Linked DNA regions of Danio rerio: region 1 is linked to region 2. The links are chromatin contacts, called in public HiCAR-type maps. All regions are on one chromosome and are shown on one strand. Each heading gives the region's core, a stretch centred on a gene start, on an enhancer-like site or on the middle of the called end of the contact. The rest is flanking DNA. Distances are from core to core; before and after follow the strand shown. Region 1 holds the start of gsdmeb (gasdermin Eb). Region 2 holds the start of osbpl3b (oxysterol binding protein-like 3b).

Region 1 (7,464 bases), core at 2,937-5,436, 180 kb before region 2:
AAAATTTTCATGCCCTCATGCTCATGCTAGTCACCCACCTGGATTTGGAATCATGTAAGAGCTTCTGCAAATCCAGCTCCTGTTTCTTTAAGTTTCCAAATGATGACTGCAGTTTGCTGGATCCGGAGCCACCTATATTAATGGTCCCTGGCCCAAGTTCTGCTACAGCACTTCCACTTTTAGTATCCATAACTTTGCCTTTATAGGTCAAAAATTCAGTTTCAACCACAACTGTGGACAAAAATGTAAATTTATCATCATATTAATATTATCATATTTATCATATTAAGGGCTTTAATATACATATTTCTTTTAAATGAATTTTTAAATTATGACACTTCCTAATGTCATTTTAAAGTATGTTTCAAATCTCTATTTCATAATATTAGGCTTTAAATGGCATTTAGTCAGCTAGTTTATTGACTAAAATACTTAATGCGCATAAATATACTAAACATAAACTTAATCATTACAAGTGTAATTACAAATACATACATACATGTACATACATTAGACACACACACATATAGATGTGTGTGTGTGTGTGTGTGTGCGTCATACACTTTTTTTCGAGTCTTTTCATTCGTTTTGTTTTTCCAGTAAATTACTCAATAAATACCGTACCGTGCCATTCATACCGAGGTATTACTGCACCGTGAAATTCTGATACCATTACATCCCTAATATATATACACACACACACATATATATATATACACACACACACACACACACACACACACATACACACACACACACACACACACACACACACACACACACACACACACACACACACACACACACACACACACACATATATATATATATATATATATACACTAGTGCTGTCAATCGATTAAAAAAATGTACTAATTAATCGCACCTTTTTAAAAAAATTTTATCGCGATTAAACGCATTTAAAATACTGAAACTTGTAATTTTGGCTATTCAAATGTAAAATTAATGTAAACGCAAGGCAAAAACTATTTAAATTCTAAATATAATTGTTTATTAGAATTAAAATTCAAAATATAATTGTTTAATAGAATTTTTGTTTAACTTGTAACACAGATTTCTTCATGTAAACAACATACCCACAATAAACCATCAAGATCCTGGCTTGACAGCCATATTTATTAAAGAAATTAAAATACAGGCATGTTAATGACATTTAAATTTCAAAACAATCAATGCCAATAAAGAAAACATTGATTTCCATGTTGGATTCTAAGTGGACTGCAAAAAAATGCCAAAATACAGGAATTGCAGATATGGAAAATGAAAAATTATAATAAAAAACTATAGAATACAAACTGTTGCACTCATTGTAGTTTTATTGCTGTGAGTTGAAAACATTAGTTATAGAGTAGAAACAATTTTGCCTAATCCTCCTTTACATTCATCCAGTTGCTAAAACTAGGAGTATCCCGCAAGTGCACAGAGACTCGCAAATGCCCGCAAATGAATGATAATTTCTCGTAAACCGGTCGTTAAATACATTGCACACCCCTCTCCCTCGCATCCCTCCTAGCTGTTCAGGTAGCCTATGTCGCGCGCAACTCACCCTCACCGTCCTTCAGGTACGTCTTGCGCACACATGCTCCTACTCAGATACGTCGCTTACGTCACCCCTGACATCCCTCAACGGACCTGACACAGACACACACACAGACGCACACACAACGCGCCCCAACGGCCTTCCATACTGGAGCGACTCTCCTCAGATTCAACATGCATGATCACGTTCATCGAATTTGCTTAAACTAAGCGTTTTAAAGTATTACTGTATTTCACAAGGATTCTGACACAACAACGCAAAGCAAACGCTTTCGTTGCATTTAATGAAGAAACTTGGAGGGCTCATGCTGAAAGGCAGAGTAATGCCCTGTCTTTGACAGCTTGTGACTTCACCAGAGACTTTATGAGTAGATTCACATAAGACACCAATACTCCGATTTTAATATGATTAAGATAATACTCTTATTAAAATTCTACCGTGTAGCCTAAGCACCGATTTTATTACCTTAAAGCAACACCGAGTCATGAAATGCGGAGGATTTTCTTCCTGTTCGCCATGCGGTATCGACTTACAACAGAAGTCGAAAGTTAAAAATGAAACACCCGAAATTGCATAAAACTCTGGATAACCTGATGCAACTAATTGTTTTATACTGAAACTTGCCTTCAAAAAGTGCTTCCTGGGACTTATCCACATTTCTTGCATGTTACACACACGTCCACCACAACAGGAAATAAAAAAGACCTGCAACTGCGTTAATTGCGTTAATTTTTTTAACGCGTTAATTATTTCAAATTAATCGCATGCGTTAACGCACTAAATTTGACAGCGCTAATATATATATATATATATATATATATATATATATATATATATATATATATATATATATATATATATATATATATATAAATATATATATATATATAAATATAAATATATACACACACACATACACGCACACACACACACACGTTTTATAGTGGTATGTCTTTGAAAGTCATGGATTATAGATTTCAGTAAAGAATGATTGTAATGTACTATACCTGGATTTATGGGATCTCCAACTAGAACATCACTCAGTTTGAAGTCTGTTGGCTTGTATTTGGGTTGCTGCCAAAACCAGTATCGGTTACGCTTGATGACCAGCGCCTGAGGACTAAGACCATCTGAGTCATTCAGGCACAACACTGGGATCAGGAAACCTTCAGAGTCTATCTCAGAGAGCAGGTTCTTAGTGGCTTTTGCAAACATCTTCAATGCTGACAAGAAGACTTTTGAGGATCAGCTGGGAAAAAAAAACATGCATTAAGTGCATTTTCATTCAAAGCATGATTTCTGAGGAATATTTCTTAGTCCTTAGTGCATCTGTTATGAAAATTATACAAGGTTTTATTATGCAAATACATCACTATAGTTTTTGGTGCAATGATAACCAATTGTTATAGAACCACATTTTTCACTACAAATACCATTGCTAATCTATGGTTAGTCATGGTTGATTTCTGGTAACCATGGTTTATTTACAATAACCATGTTATTTTTTTTAGTAATATTATAGTAAGATTTCACTGCAACAAAGACACCTTAAATAAATGCATTAAATTATGGCCACTAAATGGCCATATATATAAATATAGAACGCTGGTCACTGTAGATTATAAATGGCCTGTTTGAGGTTTGGCAAAGAAAAAAAGAGAAATATATATATTTGTTATGTGTAAAATTTTTATATATATATATATATATATATATATATATATATATATATATATATATATATATATATATATATATATATATATATATATATATAGTAAAATATATATTATAACCCACGGTTTGGAACACAAGTGACCCACAGATAATTACTTCCTAAAATCCTTCATAAATCCTAAATTTGTAACAATCGCAGAGAGATTCAGTCTTAATCTTTTGAGTTAGTTATAAAGTTACCGGGATAACAGTTTATAGTTTAGACAAAACCAGTATTATTTATCCTAAAGATTACAATTACAATCATATGCATTTAACTTGATGCTCAAATTAAATTAAAATTGTAGGCAGCAATTACATTATTTAACCAATAGGTCCAGCAATCAAAATATGCCACTGCATAATTCTTCAAAAACAACCCATTTAGCAATGAAACATGAAGTTTTATGAGTGAATAACTGAATCATTTATTGAAAATGAGATTAAAAATAAATATTGGTTCTACAGATTATGTTAGATTTACATCAGTAACAGTAGTAGTAACACACACACACACAGAGAAATAAGCAACAAAACAGGGTCTTATGAATTGTGTTGTGATGCATTCAAAAAAATGTTAACGAGGACACTGTATGCATAGCAACAACAATATTACGGTGTCTACGTTATTCTAGTTTAGTAATTACTAACTAGTAACGTTACCTCGTACATAATTTAGTGTTATGCTGACGTTGTATGGACAAATAGGTACAAAGGTAACGTTAGAGAGGACCGTGAATAAAATTCTACCGAAATTGTTTGTTTTGTCAGAATTGACCAAATTGCGCTAAATTTCTGTTAAAGTAACTAAAACAACTTGTTGAAAACTTGCAAACAAAGACCTCGTGCTTACCGTGGTCTTTTCTCGTGGTTGTTTGACTGTAGACACACTTATAAACAAAAGCCCAGGCAGCAAGACATCGTCGAAGCGCGGCTACTTCTATGTTGTGTCTGTTTAGCTCCGCCCCAAAACGTTTCATTGGCTTACTGACAGGCAACGATAATTTCATTCGCTACGCAGATTGTCAGTCAAGTTTTTTACTTCTCTTTTACATTAGAGAATGCATGAGTTGTCATTGAAGTTGTTTACATCTTTCAAGCTGTGTACAAGTGACGCAGCACGCAGCAACACTTAAATGACTTTAGAGAAGAATTCATGGAAGAAACTTAATAAATTGCGTGTTCCAAATTCTTTTTTTTAAATTATCATTATACATAATACATGTATGTGTTTTCATTGATAGGGTATTCTTCAATTGCTGTGGAAGCATCCTTCTACTTTGCAAATGTTAACATTAAATTTTTTGCATAGTTGTTTTCTTTAAGTTTAAAAAAGTAAACTGGTAAAAATGACCATTTTGATTTAACATCCAATTATTGTCAAATGTCCTACAATTTCACAAGCCACACTTTATTAGTCTGTGATGTTAACCTTTAACTGTTTTGTTTGTTGCATAACAACAGAAAAGTGGTCACATTACATACGAAAGTATACCAGGTTATGAGAAGCAATTAGGTCAAATAAATTTGTCCTGTATAGGTGTCCTGAATAGATGTAGCTACTTAAAAGCATTCATTTCCCTTGATAATTATATAAAGGCTACCAACTGTAAATACTTTGATGCAATAATTTTAAAAAGAACAAGCATTTTTGCAATAAGCTAGCTGTAATGTGAATCACACACCAACAAGGATCAACAGGAAGTCGACTTGTTTTTTTTTTAATGTGCTCCTATTGTTGGTTGTATTTGTTTTTTTGTATACATTTAATGAAATGGGGAATGGAAGACGACTGCAGAGGACAATTAGAAGTACATTAAGTCAGTAGTTCCCAAAGTGGGGGTCACAAGACAATGAAGAGGCACGAGGGGTCACTTGGGGATTTCCAAACTCAAATAAATTGATTAAACTGTTAGAATTATCATATTTTATTCATAACCCACAGAAGATAGTTAATAGTTACGTAAAGAAACAACAACGACATACAAATAAAAAGCCACCAGTCTTTGTTTTTTTAAACATTAATATTACATTTAATTAATTAATGACTATAAAAATTAAATTGCTGCTGCACTTTTGTGTTGTCAAAATGTTCATGCTTATATATGCCTATATTTGTGTGTGCAACATTTACAGTATAACCACCTTGAAAAATGGGGGTCCTGAGTCACTGACATTGTTATTTTGGGGGTCACAGGGCTGAAAAGTTTGGGAACCCCTGCTTTAACTCACATTTGTGGTGGGCTCTTGCAGTTAAAACATGTTAGTGGTGAATTGATTGTCATTAAGTAAGGGTAAAATTTTGCACTGTGTGATCTAATGTGTTAAACTATTTGAGAAATAGTCATAGGTTTTTTGTAAATAAAGGAATACTCTTTTCATATAATCTGGTGTTCAGCCCAGACTGCTACACCTAAATAAATAAATAAATAAAGGTGAAAGTAGAAGAGTCAAGCATCAAATAGGAAAGAACTTCAGAAGTAGACATTATTTATACTGTTGGATATACTGTCATTTTTCAATGATGGAATCAGATGAACCTACTCAAAATTAAATGTCTTACCAAAATGGTCAGTGTAAGATTCCCCTAAATTAGGCACCAGATTCAGCAAAGTTCAGCAGGTCGACCCGGAGACATGAGAAGAGACCAAACTGTAGTTAGAATGGTTTATTCTGCAAGTCTGATGATAAGGATGAGCAGGGACATATATACATAGTGGGCTGACCTTTAAAAGTTATACAGAAGAAGGAAGACACTCTTAATATGGGCATGTCATACAAACAGAATAAAGAAGAAATGTATATATAGCGGGGGCTTTCCAGTGTGGGAGCTGTCTGCAAGACCGAAACCAGATGTTGACCATCAGACCTCCGATGCACACACACACAAAAAACCACAGACACTTCTGCTTCTCATGCAAGCACACTTAAAGAAAGAGATAGAATGTTCTCTCAGTCAGTTTAAAGCCCATTTTAATGAAACCCTTATTCTTATATAGTAGAGCAATTAATTTGAAGTGAATGGTTGATACTGAAGATAATGTCCTTATCATGAAAGCCAAAAGGCACACATATATGCTGACCCCAAATGATAAATCAATTATCAGTGTTTAAAAGCTGGCATGACCAACTGTTTACAACCCTCTGAGAGCGACAAGTACACTTGCCAAATGTGCACTACAAATATTCCTCTGGGTAAAAAGCCTATAGTATATAGATCTTTTTATAGATCTATATATGCAAGTTCATGTCCATCCATTAAGCTTATACTGTAATTGTTTATTAATTCAAAGGTCAAATAAATTTTCTGGACAGACATCGCAAAAAAATAACATTGCATCCATTCATTTTAGTTGAAGGTTTTGAAATGTTGTTATTTAGTCATTTTTGTTGAATATTTGTATTACCTCAAAGCTGGATCAAATGGACAAACTCAACAGTTGTGTTGGGGAGTGTAAATTACTCTTGTTGCTATCAAACTATTGAAGAACACTTGAATCACAATTTGAGAATATTTCGTGTGCTGCTTTGCACAAATCATATGCTGATGTAGACTGGTGAGTACTGCTATTGTGTTGGTCAAAGGGACTAGCAGAGAGTCATGTTGTTCTCAAGCTAAATGGTTCCCCAACATGATTTTGCATGCTTGGATGTGAATGGACCAGTTGTTTGTATGCCATTAATGAGTTTGCTTGAGTATTTCTATATTTCATATTAAAACATAGTTGCATTGTACAACCCAAATTTTGAAAAGAACCACATTTTTGTAGTTTTTTGTAATTTAATCAAAAATATGTGATTTGTTTATTCTTTTTAAGCTTTAATTATTTAACAAAATACAAAGAACACATTTCCAAGGTTTTTAGTCATCAAATACATAATTTTTGTTAATATCAACAGTTTTTATTTTGATGATTGCAACACATTCCCTCCGTGTGCTCCGGTTTCCCCCACAGTTCAAAGACGTGCGCTACAGGTCAATTGAATATACTAAATTTAACCACAGTGTATGAGTGTGTGTGTGAATGTGAGAGTGTGTGGGTGTTTCCAAGTACAGTGTTGAGGCTGGAAGGGCATCCGCTGCAAAACACATATGCTTGGGATTGGCAGTTCATAACGTGGTGGTGACCACTGATAAATCAGAGACTACGCTAAAGGAAAATGAATGAATGAACACATTCCAAAAA
Region 2 (7,388 bases), core at 2,605-5,104:
GTGAGGCGACAGCACTACCTACTGCGACACTGCGTCGCCACCAATCAAATTATATACAGTATATAAATGTATTAAAATGTAGATGTATACCTTGGATGTAAAGTACGTCATTTTGTATGTAAACTAAATGGCTAAATGTTATAAATGTTTAATATTATACCATAATTAACATAAATGAACATGATATGATGATTCATTAATGTGGCCAACCAGACAAAACACACCATTAGGTAAAAGTAAACATTAGGTAAAAGTCTTTCAATTACAGATAGACAGTGTGGCAGTATTGTGTCAACAATGATAAATAAGGTTATGTCATGTATACCAAGAGACCGCACATGATGCTGCATGTGTGAAGTTCAACAGATTCACATAACAAAACAACCTTCTTACAATATCAATATATCACTTGCATATGCAACCAAATTTTACACTAGTCAACCTAATAGACATAGCTACTGGTACTGGCTAATATATCGATTCGAGACTAAGTTAGACACTTGATTATTCGAGTAAGTTTAATGGACTTCAACTACACCTGACCTGAGCATTTGAGTGTTTTTATGATATTAATAATGTTCCATGCATCACTTGACTTTTCATTACATTAATGCTTGATTGATTGATGTATTTTTCTAAAAAGCTGTCGTTAAATTTTTTACACATATTTACATTATACTGTGCAACTGTTCGTCATCACTATATATTGAGATTAGCCGGACAACTCGATCCCATTTACAGTTAGTTCAAAATGCTGCTGCTGGTTTTTAAATCACTAAAGGGCTTGGCTCCTTTTTAGCTGTCAGACCTGTTGACTGAACAGTGCCTGGTCAGTCTCTTCGGTCATCAAACCAGAAACTTTTATGCATCCCTAAGTTGAGACTGAAGTGCAGGGGTGACCATGCTTTTGCAGTTTCGCAGCTGTGACATTGACATGTAAATGTTCATCTAAAAGTTCCACTTAAAAACAAAATATTAAATCAAATAAGGTGAAATACTTTTTAAAACCAATTTAGTTTTAATATAAAGCTTTTTGTTGTTGATTTTCCTAAATAAATTCACAATTTATATTATACATTTATATATAATACTGTTAAAGTGTTACTAAAAATACTAATACCATGAAATAAAATTTTTGTCATAGTGCCTAACTCTAAAAATAATTAAGACATTACTCAAACAGATAAATAAATAGATTTTTCATAGGTTTGTTTTCATATCACTGAACAGAAGGTTTTCTATAATTATTTATTCCTATAAGAATAAGGACTTTTCTATGCCTATTTTAAGTTTATTAATCTGTTTATGTGGCGAGGCAGTGGTGCAGTAGGTAGTGCTATCGCCTCACAGCAAGAAGGTCGCTGGTTCGAACCTCGGCTTAGTTGGCGTTTCTGTGTAGAGTTTGCATGTTCTTCCTGCCTTTGTGTGGGTTTCCTCCGGGTGCTCCGGTTTCCCCCACAGTCCAAAGACATGTGGTACAGGTGAATTGGGTAGGCTAAATTGTCCGTAGTGTATGAGTGTGTGTGTTTGAATGTGTGTGTGTGTGGATGTTTCCCAGATATGGGTTGCGGCTGGAAGGGCATCTGCTGTGAAAAAACTTGCTGCATAAGTTGGTGGTTCATTCCGCTGTGGCAACCCCGGATTAATAAAGCCGACAAGAAAATGAATGAACAATCTGTTTATTAATTCTGACAATATGATAACCTTGGATAAAAAATGTCACAGTATTGTGATTACTGTTTAAAAATAAGTTCTTTTTAAATGTCTAAAAATTATTTTAAGAAACATTTAAAATATTTTGGAGCAGTAAACGTCAGGCTAAATAATACAATTGAATTATTGACTTCTGCTTTCTTCATTTGTTTCAAAAACACAGATTTTTTTACATGTTAAAATGGTATCTTAGGAAGCATTTTCTGCTGGAGATACTAATCCTAATATAGGATTTTTAGGATATCCTAAAAACTAAAAAATAATAAACAAAATATCTTACACATACTGTACCCTAGGAATGGCATTACAAAAAATGTATCTGTTTTAAAACCTTGACTTTTTCAAACCACAGTATACTTTGAAAACGGTTATCGTCCCATGCATAATTGCATGTGTCTGTGCATTAAATTAATTACACATATTTTTATTCATTTTCCTAGTACAGTAGTTAACACAATAGGTTAAAGCTTCATTTCTGATAATGTAGTTTTGATCATGAGGCAGCATATACAGCTGCCATTCATAATTTTACATGTTACTGAAGACATCTGCTGTATGCCAGATCCATTTTCAGTCAATGCTGCTGGAAACAAGCCTTTTCACACATCTCTGCAAAAATCAACAGTGGTCCAAGCTACGCACAGGGCAGTTTGACACCCTCTTCTATCCAATTATATTTTGTATGACAGGTTGAGGAAATTTACAATAACAATAACTGACTTGATGTACATTTGTGCCATGTACATCAATATATATTTAGCATTTATTTTGCACTGAGTTTATATTGACAGATAAAGTAAAAGGAAGAGAAAGAGCATCCTATTCATAGCTACTACATTTCAATGGCTGTTAAGAGAGATAAAAATCAGTCCACCTCCAGAGTATCTTGCAGTTAAAATATGCACAAATTGAGCTCAGAGACACTTCACTCTCCCTTTAAACGATGTGTTAGCGAGTATACTTCACTGGCACACAGTTCTGGTCGGTACTAGTACATACATAGGAAAACACATTTCACAATCTGTTACCATGGTGACACTGAAATTACAAAAGAGTCCATTTCTAATGGATACATTGCATTTTGTCACATTCAGATGGTGTACACAGTCATCTCAAATACATTGATAGCAATTGTTCTAATCAAATCCTCATCATCTTTGCCTTTATCATCAGCATGTCATTGTACTAAGGTAATAAAGCTTGTAAGTTGTACTGTAGATTGCTTGTTATTTAATCCGTTTGAAGTGCAGACACCAAATTTCCTACTGCAACTTTAATGAAGCCATTTGCATCTAAAGAGATTAAGTCATCAACAGAGCAATACTCTGATGCTGACACATGAAGAAATATATGACTTATAAAACCTTGACAAGCCAAAACACCTAACAAACCAGCCAAAATGCCTTCTGCTCTTCAAAAATAACGTAACGCCATGCACGTGTAACTTAACAACTGTTTATAAAAGAAAAACCAACCCTTAATTTAGGGATTACTAATACGCAACTAACAGACTAACGTTTCTAGACTTTTCTTGCCAAAAGGGATTTTTTATATATGCAATCCAATCGTCCACGCCCGATAAAAAAGATAAACACGAGATATAACGTTACTGTTATTACACTGTCTTGACATGGTAGTTACAGTACTTGTAAATCATGCATAGACATGTTTCCGGATTGCACGGTATGTTGGACTAATAAATGTGTGGAGAAAAAAATAACGAAACGCCATGACACAGTTAACAGCAGTCGTAAGCTATAACTGAGGAAGTTTAGACTTACCTTTTAAACTGGAGATATTGTTAAAATGACCGCCACTTCCGGAGGAGTAGAAAACTGCCAAAAGAACTACGAAATGTATCCGCGCGGCATCTTGTCGACAACACAAGTATCAAACAAACAAACAAAAAAGATTTGAGTAGACTGTCTTCTCTTGTATCGTTAGCCTAAAGTTTACGTTAGGTACTAACGTAACAAACCTTCACGCAAAACATACGGGTCCAGTGAAATACTGGAACAAAATAACTTTTATTTTATATGTAGAAATAAAACGGTTAAACGTAGCATTCAGGGCTGAATCAAAAACGAGTCCATAGCATGTACAGTCCTCGCACTCACTGTGCAAATAAAAGATGCTGATGTGCGCGTGGGTTCTGCTGCGGGCGGTTCGCAGATGCAATTGAAAGTGGCCTTTACCAATCAGCGGGGGAATTACCACCTACGTCACTCTAAAAGGCGGTGCTACATCAAGTTGACAGCACCTTTTCCGTGACGTTGTCGCATTCTCACTAGCACTAAATAAATGTAAGTTCAATGTTATCAGGACTCAATTTGGTCGCTTTTTAGTCAGTTTTATCATATGAATGGTTATCTTTAAGATACTATCCAAATGATTTCCTAATTTATGAATGCATCTTTGATTAAGTGCTTCAGCAACTTGACATTTTAAATAGGCTAATATTTGGTAATGGATGTTGGTCAGTGTGAAGGTCACTGCAAGTCACTTTGTACAGAAAACACATTTAAAAATATGGCATTTCCAGACACATTTGACACCTTTCAAGGTGGACTATAAATTTCACCATTCATGACTGATTCATGTACTTAAGAAAAACTTCATTTTCTTTAAATCTGGCTTAATATACAGTTAAAGTCAGAGTGTGTGTGTTTGTGTGTGTGTGTATAAGTAATCAGATTTCAACATTTTACTCAAACCAATACCTAATAATTCTAGTCGACCTTTATAAACATCATTATTAAGTGTGTATTTATTTATTTTTTCTATTTATGTATTTATTTACAGGACATAACAAAAGCACATGTATTTTATGACTTGACCTTTTGCCTAAATGGCAGTCTGTTGAAAATATTGACATCTTAACAGCATGATTTCAGAAAATTGTCTCCCAGAATTGTCAAAACATGTGAAAGATAAACAAGCTCAAGCAGACATGACAGAATTTTTTTCCACAACAGCATTGATTGTTGCTAGTTTAAACATTTGAATCATTATTATAATGGCAATTTTAGTCATTTTCAATTCAGTGCTAGAGGTCGGAGTTAAGAAGGGGCACTTACTCATTCAGCTGTGATTACATTTTATGATTTATGAGATTTAGCTGATTGAGTTCTCCAATACTTTAAACTTATTTAGATATGCACATCCTCCTCTTTGTTAGCATCATCCACTCAGCCACATAAATTATGTGCACGCTGTCACTATGACAACACAAATAAGTCACCAATAAGAAAGAAGTGGACAAATCTACAGAGAATACATGATCCAATAATTAACCTAAATAACTGCAGAAGATTCAAGAGTGCTCAAGAGCAAAAGCCTTTAGTGTGATGTCAAATCCATCAGCAGCAATGAGCTTCATAACACATGCGGAGCATAATATCTTTTATCAGTTTGGTGTTGCCGGTAATGGATGAGAAAGAAAAAACAGAGGAGGAATGTTGAGGGTATTGTTAGTCATAATCGGACATGCTGTGTATTCTGGGGGTGTGTTCACCAAGCTGCGCATATTTTTAGCACATTCCTGGGGTATTACACACACCCTCATCATTGAGAGTGCTTATGTGTGTTAGAGGACACAGTATTCATTCATGTCAAGTGGGTTTGTGCGTGACTGCACTGGAAATGTGTGGGCTTCCACCAGAAACTAGATGCAAACAATAACCGTGCAGCATTCTTTTTACAGTTTGCACCCAACATGACTTAAAAATGTTCCCAAACCAAACAATTCATGGAAGTTCAAGTGCATTTTGTCTTCAACAGTCTTCAAATAAGCACATAGTTCAATGTTTCTCTTTATAGTTAGAAATTTTTATATTAATAGGATATCTTTAAATAGTATCTCATATGTAGTCTACAATATACTGTACATAAAATTAGAGCAGAATTCATAAGATTTGTATAATCATAAATAGTAAAACTAATTAGAAGTTCTCAGACAGGAGACCAGGGTCAATATCTTCAAAACATATTCATGTTTTAGTTCAGTTATGTGCAAAAGTGCTGAAACCATAAAAGAAAAAAACACAGTGAATAAAACATCATATTTATAATCATACACACTTTATTGTAAGTACAATAGATTAAAAAAAATCTAACAATCAGCTAAGATACTAGAGCTTTGAGTATTGTCTTGGAGCGAAAGGGCCCTTGAAGACTAATAAAGATAGAGGACTTTGGTATCTTAAAATTTCTAAAGAAAGAAAATGCTTCCATCTAGTGGTGATTTTCTTTAAAACAGGATTAATGAAAAAAATTCTCACAGCCTGGTGAAAGGGGTGGTTCTTTTTTCTCAAAAGTGGACCTTTTCAACTAACAAGCAACAAGCCATTTTCAGCTACAAAATTTCCACCACTAGATACCCAGGAAACAATTTTGTGTTTAATAGATGTCTAATAGACATCTAAATGTAGACAGCTTGGCTAAAACAAGGCTAAACTTGGGTGTTAGTGAAAATCTAATAGACATATAAGAATAGCCCAAAACTAAACTAGTCATCAAATGGACCAATTAGACAGACTTTATACGTGTAGTCATTCATTTCTGTTTATCTGATAACTAGTCTAGTTTTGGCCTATTAGACGTCTTCTAGATTTACACTGGCAACCCAAATTTTGCCTTGTTTTAGCCAAGAAGACTATGTTTAGATGTCTATTAGACATCTTTAAAAAGCAAAAACGCCTGCTGTGTATTTTCTCCTTTTGAGGCCATTCTTTGTTAAAGGCATAGTTAGTTCAAGCAAACGGAATGGAAAAATGGAAAACTCATCATACACAAATGTAACACGGGGAGTGACAATGACAACTCAGGTTTGGATCCAAATGCAAGTTTAAGTCAGGGAAGCAATAGTCAATATGGGTGCAAACAGGTGTTTAGAGGCAGTCCAGAATCATAATCAGAAAACAGGTGAGAGGTCAGAAGGCAGGCGGCTAAACAGGAGAACTTGATAAACAGGGCTAAGAACAAAACACAGGAAAACAAGTCTAAGAGACCATGTAGGAGATCTAGGAGACCATCACTAACAGTAAACAAGACTCGGCAATGTGAATGAGTGTGTATGTGCTGCTTAAATAGTGTGTGTAATCAGGCTTTGACAATCCTCAGGTGGTGAGAATGTAATCAGTCTAAATAAGGAAGCAGGTGTGTGTGTGTGTGTGTGTGTGTGTGTGTGTGTGCGTGTGCGTGCGTGCGTGCGTGCGTGCGTGCGTGTGTGTGTGTGTGTGTGTGGCATGAGTGAATATGTAGTCCATCTACAAGCAGATTTGAAATTATGAGAGTGAATGTTTTCCAGTGACCTCTGGTGGTTAGAGGTCGCTGGTGATTGTGACATCAAAAGAGAATATTTTGAATAAAGCTGCAAACTTCCCATATTTGTTTGTCCTACTTTGGAAGTCAATCATTTGCAGGTTTTTAGTTTTACTGTAAATTTCTTTTTTAGTGTTTAACAAAATAAAGACACTCACAAAGATTTAGAACTGCATGATAGGGAACAAATAGTGAGTAAATTATCTGTTTTTGGGTGAACTATAACTTTAAATTTACACTTAATATGATAGTGATAGTAGTTTACTACTACATTTCTTTCTTCTATTGAACACTAAAGAATATATTTTAAAGAATGTTGGAATAAAGATGGCATCTGTAACAAATAATCCATG

The links. HiCAR-type assays count read pairs that join an accessible place to other places.
Region 1: a contact with region 2 is called in a HiCAR-type map of caudal fin, with 7 times the contacts expected there. The contact joins the promoter of gsdmeb here to the promoter of osbpl3b in region 2. A contact is called at or near these places in 2 of 18 Hi-C or Micro-C datasets (caudal fin and an unstated tissue) and 1 of 4 datasets of contacts at active chromatin or transcription factors (caudal fin).

The regions. Positions count from the first base shown.
Region 1 is chr16:22,774,536-22,781,999 of GRCz12tu, reverse strand. It overlaps gsdmeb (gasdermin Eb), which reads right to left and starts at 4,186. Exons shown (of 10, transcript NM_001001947.1): 1 at 4,131-4,186; 2 at 2,569-2,810; 3 at 39-231. The coding sequence starts at 2,776. All of the region lies in intron 1 of LOC137487900 (a long non-coding RNA gene), which reads right to left.
Region 2 is chr16:22,591,609-22,598,996 of GRCz12tu, reverse strand. osbpl3b (oxysterol binding protein-like 3b) reads right to left here and starts at 3,854. Exons shown (of 23, transcript XM_691235.8): 1 at 3,495-3,854. The region is part of intron 1 of LOC137487900 (a long non-coding RNA gene); the gene reads right to left.